Linked DNA regions of Ovis aries: region 1 is linked to region 2. Evidence: chromatin contacts called from public Hi-C data. All regions are on one chromosome and are shown on one strand. Each heading gives the region's core, a stretch centred on a gene start, on an enhancer-like site or on the middle of the called end of the contact. The rest is flanking DNA. Distances are from core to core; before and after follow the strand shown.

Evidence for each region. A called contact is a pair of places that touch in the nucleus more often than the background predicts.
Region 1: a Hi-C map of mixed tissues shows a contact between it and region 2, with 4 times the contacts expected there. The contact joins the enhancer-like site here to the promoter of TIGD3 in region 2. A contact is called at or near these places in 11 of 16 Hi-C or Micro-C datasets (blood, hypothalamus, mesenteric adipose tissue and 4 more).

What each region holds. Positions count from the first base shown.
Region 1 is chr21:40,124,668-40,127,823 of ARS-UI_Ramb_v3.0, forward strand. No RefSeq gene overlaps it. Among named protein-coding and RNA genes, the nearest start is that of SCYL1, 23 kb to the right of the region's middle. Within about 2 kb of position 1,479, at least 15 of the 54 cell types and tissues checked have an H3K27ac peak or open chromatin away from gene starts, as enhancers often do.
Region 2 is chr21:39,998,466-40,001,446 of ARS-UI_Ramb_v3.0, forward strand. TIGD3 (tigger transposable element derived 3) reads left to right here and starts at 1,609. Exons shown (of 2, transcript XM_004023478.6): 1 at 1,609-1,818; 2 at 2,752-2,981. The coding sequence starts at 2,768.

The DNA of each region.
Region 1 (3,156 bases), core at 229-2,728, 130 kb after region 2:
GGAATGCTTGAGTACCTTGTATATATATATATATATCCCTGTGCTTGTCCTAATATTTGGCTGTTTTCATAGCAGCTGTTAATGAAGCCTGAACCTCAAGTGATGCTTGAAGGGGAGGGAAAGGGGGAAAGCGGGCAACCACTTTTCCCTAGCTTTTCCAGAAGCCTGTTAAAAACCAAGGTCTCCCCACAAGTGACTTCTCTGCCACATCGCCACCCTGTGCCTTTGGCCTAGCGCAGACCCTTCACCCCTCACCTCGATGCTGCTGGTAGCTTGGATCCTTGTGGGCATGATCCATAATCGCTTTTAAGGTAATTGCCAAGGTCTTCCGGTGGGCTGCACTACTAGAAAAGACCATTAACTTACCTGCGGACAGGTAATGATATTTAGACCACAACTAAAAAGCTCTTAAAGTGTTATAGATGTGTGGCATTGTCCAATGACTAAAAAAAACATTTCAACCAGTAAGTGGAGAAACAGCATCTAAGAACTGTCATATTGGGTGGGAGAGTACACTTATGAGCTGACAGGTGTTTTGGCAGTTGAGAGGGCTGTTGGGTGGGATTGCAAAAATTCTCTGCTAAGACTTTTTCAGGTGAACATAACAGACTTGACCAAGCTAGCATCTTAGCTGAAGCAGATTCTCCAGTGCTCTTCAGTAGGGTTACTTAAAAAGGTTTTTCTTTTCCTGAGAAAACAAAATCTTTTTTGTTTTCTCAGGTTTTGCTTTTTTGCCTTTTCTTATCTTAAAAAAAAGCAAAAGATGCTGGTGGTTGGCACTCCTGGTTTCCAGGACGGGGTTCGAATCCCTGTGGCGTCTTTGCTTGACTTCTACTCTCCAGACTCTACATTTTCCTCATTTTTCAGATGCTAGGCCCTAAAATTAGGGGAGGTGGAAGAAAATAGCATCAAACTCTGCCTTTGTGTTTACATGAGAACGTAATGTAACTATCATGCCTCTAATTTGCAGATATTCCTCATGCAGTTAGTGTTTGGAGAAGCCTATTTTGAAAACTTGATTACACATGCCAGACTCTTTGCAACCCCATGGATAGCAGCCTGCACCAAGCTCCTCCGTCCATGGGATTTTCAAGGCAAGAGTACTAGAGTGGGTTGCCATCTCCTTCTCCAAGGAATCTTCCCAACCCAGGGATCGGACCCAGCTCTCTCACATTGTAGATAGACGCTTTACCATCTGAGCCACCAGGGAAGTCCCCTAATAAAAATTGAAAAAACTTCATTGGTGTGATTCATTTATGTATATACCAAACTTCTGTTCATGAATAGAAAATGAGTGTGTGTGGGTGTTCCTCCTGGTTCCTATATAAGTGTATGGTTCTGTCATGCAGCCCCATCTCCAGGAAGAGCAAGAATCTAGGGAGGAAAGGGGTGAAATGGGTGAGTGACCTGAAAGACACTTGTTTAAAGACGCCTCCTTTCTGCTGCTTAGTTGCTTGTGAGCTGGGCTGGGATGAAGAGAAACAACTGGGGAACATGGGGAGGGGAGGTGTTAACCACTGACAAAGTAAGGCCAAGCTCTGACAGTAGGTGACTCGGACACAAATCTTTCAGTTGTCAGTTCCCAAGCTGCAAGTTGGTTATGTGGTCACGTGTCCTGTGGAATGACCTTGTATGTTCAGTCGCCAAGTCGTGTCCAACTCTTTGTAACCCCTTGGACTGCAGCATGCCAGGCTTCTCTGTTCCTCACCGTTTCCCAGAGTGTGCTCAAAAACTAGCATCCATTTGAGTCGGTGATGCCATCCAATAATCTCATTCTCTCTCCCCTTCTGCCTTCATTTATTCCCAGTATCAGGGTCTTTTCCAGTGAGTTGGCTCTGCATATCAGGTGGCCAAAAATGGCCTGTATACCAGCAGATAATCCTTTATTTGCAACTGAAATATCCTCTTGGTCCCACCCATTCTCTCAAACCCTAAGATGTCCTAGCTCCTCAGATTGTATTCCCTGCACGGGTAGGTAAAAGGCTCCTTCCAGTAAACCTGGCCAGCTATAGGTCTTCAGACCTAGGTCTAAAGGAGATGCTGTACCTAGCACAGGTCTCCCAGCCTTGGCTATACCCTCGGCCCCTCAGGTTTTTCTGACTGCGCTAGCCCACCAGGCTTCTCTGTCCATGGAATTCTCCAGGCAAGGATACTGAAGTGGGCAGAGGCTTTAGCAAATGAATCTCTGTCCTATATTTCTGAACTCAAGTTATGTGTTGCAAATGGAGAAGCAAGCTCTGACTGGGACACTGGCAAGGTGGGAGGGCTGGAATTTGAACCCTAGCCTCCAACACTTCAACTCTATGGTCTATGTAAGTGCACGAATGTCCTCACATAACTATCCAGGGACTTCCCTGGTGGTGCAGTGGATATAAATTGGTCGGCCAGTGCAGGGGACACGGGTTCAATCCCTGCTGCAGGAAGACTGCACATGCTGTGGACAGCAACAGCCTGCACTCGAGCCCAAGAGTCACAACTGCAGAAGCCTGTGCACCTAGAGCCCACTGTAAGCAGAAGCTCATGCACCTCAAAGAACAGTTGCCCCTGCTGGCTGCAACTAGAGAAAGCCTGCAGGTAGCTATGAAGACTCAGCACAATCAAAAATAATTTGTTTTGAAGAATCAACTGTCCAATTATACGTAACAAGGACCTAGCGTATATAGCACACGGAACTAGTCAATATCTTGTAATAGCCTATAATGGAAAAGAATCTGAAAAAGTATATAATGTATTATGCAATTTATATACACATACATATAATCTTCACTTGCTGTTCACCTGAAGTACAACATTGTAAACCAAATATACTTGAATTAAAAAAATAACTGTCTAGTGGGTCAGCAGCAATCTAATCTCCAACATGATGGTCCCTGGGCTTGGTTAAGTCTTTGTTCTTCCAGAGCTGCAGGACTCCCTGGAAGGACTTACCTGGAGAGCAAAGGAGAAAGAAGAGTGGCTAGGGATTCACCAGGGGCTACATGGTTCCTGGCACTGCTTAGGCTCAAAACTGGCCAGGATCAGGAAATGTCAGCACCAGGGTCAGCAATGAGAAGGGCCAGAGAAGCAGCCTGGAAGTCATTTCCTCCTTGGCACAAAAAGAATGCAGAAGGAGGCCAACATCAAACTTTTCTGAAGGCTATATCCAAGTCAAGGGGC
Region 2 (2,981 bases), core at 359-2,858:
TTGCCCAAAAGGTACCAAAACTAAAAAATTAATCTCCACGTGCCCTAACTCAGCTAGCCCCAAGCAAGTAAGTCTTGAAGGAGGAGACAGAACAGGCTCCATTTTGAGAGCAGGACTCCATCTTGGGCTGGACTGTGGGCTTGGAGCTCTATGTCCAGTATCTGAAACGACATACCAATTGGAAAACCAGACCCCCTGATGGAAGAGCCCCAGGGCTCATACCTAGACTCTCTGTCACCTGAAAGAATACCCTTATTACATACCAATTGGAAAACCAGACCCCCTGATGGAAGAGCCCCAGGGCTCATACCTAGACTCTCCATCACCTGAAAGAATACCCTTATTATCTGTGTAACCCAATAGAGTCATAAATTTTATTATGCTTATTGGGGTATGACCACAGGCCTGTTGATAATTCTCCACTGTTAACCATGTAGGCTTAAGGCATATGAATCACGGGTTAACTTTGTATCTTTCTTTTCCTTTGTTCAGACTAGTTTCAGGGAATTTGGTGAGGTGGGTTTGGGCAGATATACTTAGGGTATTGTAGCCACGCATTCCGGGAAACAAACTCACTCAGAAGGACAATGCAGATAGTGGAGGGCAGTTTATTGCACCGGCGGGCCCAAGGCAGAGTCTCCTCTTAGCCAAGGACCCTGACCAGTTTTTGTGAAAACCTTAAATACCCTAAGTGTACGTGCCCAAACCCACTTCCCCAAATTCCCTGAAACTAGTCTGAACAAAGGAAAAGAAAGATACAATCAAAGTTAACCCGTGATTCATATGCCTTAAGCCTAGGTAGTTAACAGTGGACAATTATCAATAGGCCTGTGGTCATACCCCAATAAGCATAATAAAATTTATGATTCCATTAGATTATACAGATAATTAGGGTATTCTTTCAGGCGGCAGAGAGTCTAGGTATGAGCCCTGGGGCTCTTCCATCTGAGGGGTCTGGTTTTCTAGTTGGTATGTCGTTTCCATAGATACTGGGCATAGAGCTCAAAGTCCACAGTCCAGCCCAAGATGGAGTCCTGCTTTCAAGATGAAGCCTGTTCTGTTTCCTCCTTCACAGATATATAAGGTTTTCACAAAAACAGGTCGGGGTCCTTGGGTAAGAGGAGACTCTGCCTTGGGCCAGCTGGTGTAATAACCTGCACTCCACTATCTGCATTGTCCTTCTGAGTGAGTTTGTTTCCCAGAACGCGTGGATACAACAGTCTGTTGTACCTTGGCTGACCGACCTGAGGTCAGTGCTGTCCATGGTAACATCTTTTGTGTGGCTTATAACTTGCTTCTATTTTTTAAAGATCACTGGGTGAGAGGAACGAGATCTGTTTGGTAGATGAGGAAGCTGCCTAGGGTCACGGCCAGGAAGACGTCCTGCGTCCACGCTGCCGAGTCCTGTCAGGCTCTGAGGGCCGGGTCCTCTGAGGCTGGCGGCGCATCCAGGACTCCCGCCGCGACCAGTCTCCGCCTCGCCACCCCTTCTTGCAGAAAGCTCCGTCCCCCCGGGGACCTGACGACCCGCCACTTTCTCAATGTCCAATGAGACTTAGCCGGGGGCGGGACCGAGTCCACCGGAGGCCAATCTAATTGGTTCGGGGCGGGGCTGCGGCGGGTGGGAGCTGAGCGGCGGACCGCGGTCTTCCCAGCCTGGAGAGACCCCCGCGCGGGCTGCGCGCAAAGGGTGCGCGCGCCCGCCGCCCGCGCAGTCCCTCTGTCCGCTCGGCGCGTCCCTCTCCTGCTCTCCGGTAGCCGCCGGGAGAGGGGCTCGAGAGTCCGGCCCTAGCCAGGGCCGCGGGACGAGCGCCTGAGGTGGGTGCGGAGCGGAAGGGCTGGAAGCAGGGAGGCGGGGAGGCCGGGCAGGCAGATGACTGGGTCCGCCCTGACGATGGACTCCGGGTCACCAGAGGGAGAGGCCGGCCGAGTTGCGGAGCCCGACTCCTGGCCTGCCTGGGTCCCGGACGCTTGTTCCCCCGCCCTCCCAGGCCACAAGCCTCTCCGCCGAGGACAACCCGCCCCTCTCGCTGCCCGCGGCCTCCTAACCCCTCCTGCCCTTTGTCGCCTGTGCACCTGCCTTTCGGCCTTGTGCTCCCACCCACCCCCTCTCCAGCCCGGACCCCGGCCCAGCCTTTCCTGCTCAGGACCCAGCCCCAAATTAGACTTGCTTCTTCAGCCCCTAGTCCGTCCCTCTTTGTCGTCTGTACACCTGTCCCCCCAACTCTGTTCATTCACTCCACCACCCTGCCCCCAACATTTTCATCTAAATTCAGCCTAGGCCCACCGCCCCTCCCCATCCTGGGGATTCCTCCCGCCCGCTCTGATTATCCCGTACACCTGCCCGCCTCGGCCCCAGCCCCCTGTCCTCCCCCGTCCACGCTCCTTTGTTGTGTCTGCAGCTGTCCCCTCGGCTCTATTCATCCTTCTCCCGCAGACCCCTTTCTCCCTCTGACCAGGGGGCCACCCCCTCCAGGCTCCATTCTGTCATTCTTCCCATCAGTGCCCGGCCCACTGCCCACCCAGCCTGGCCTCTTCCCTTCCTTTCAGCCCAGCCTTCTCACTTCCTACCCAGGGTACCCTCACCCTCTCCCAGCTGGTCCAGCCTTCCCTGGACTGCCCCCCCCACCCCGCCCCTCCACACCAACCTGTCTCCCTGCCCCATATACTCTCTTTTCCTTGCTGCGCTCCTCTCCTAACCCGCGTGGCCTCCACCGTCGGTCCCCTGCTCACCCTTTCCTCCCCGCCCAGGTGCCGCTGAGAGGCCATGGAGCTGTGTGGCAAGAAGAAGCTTCATGCCCTGTCCCTGGCTGAGAAGATCCAGGTGCTGGAACTCCTGGATGAGTCCAAGATGTCCCAGTCGGAGGTGGCCCGGCGCTTCCAGGTCTCCCAGCCTCAGATCTCCCGCATCTGCAAGAATAAAGAGAAGCTGCTGGCGGACTGGTGCAGCGGCACGGCCAACCGGGAGCGCAAGCGCAAGC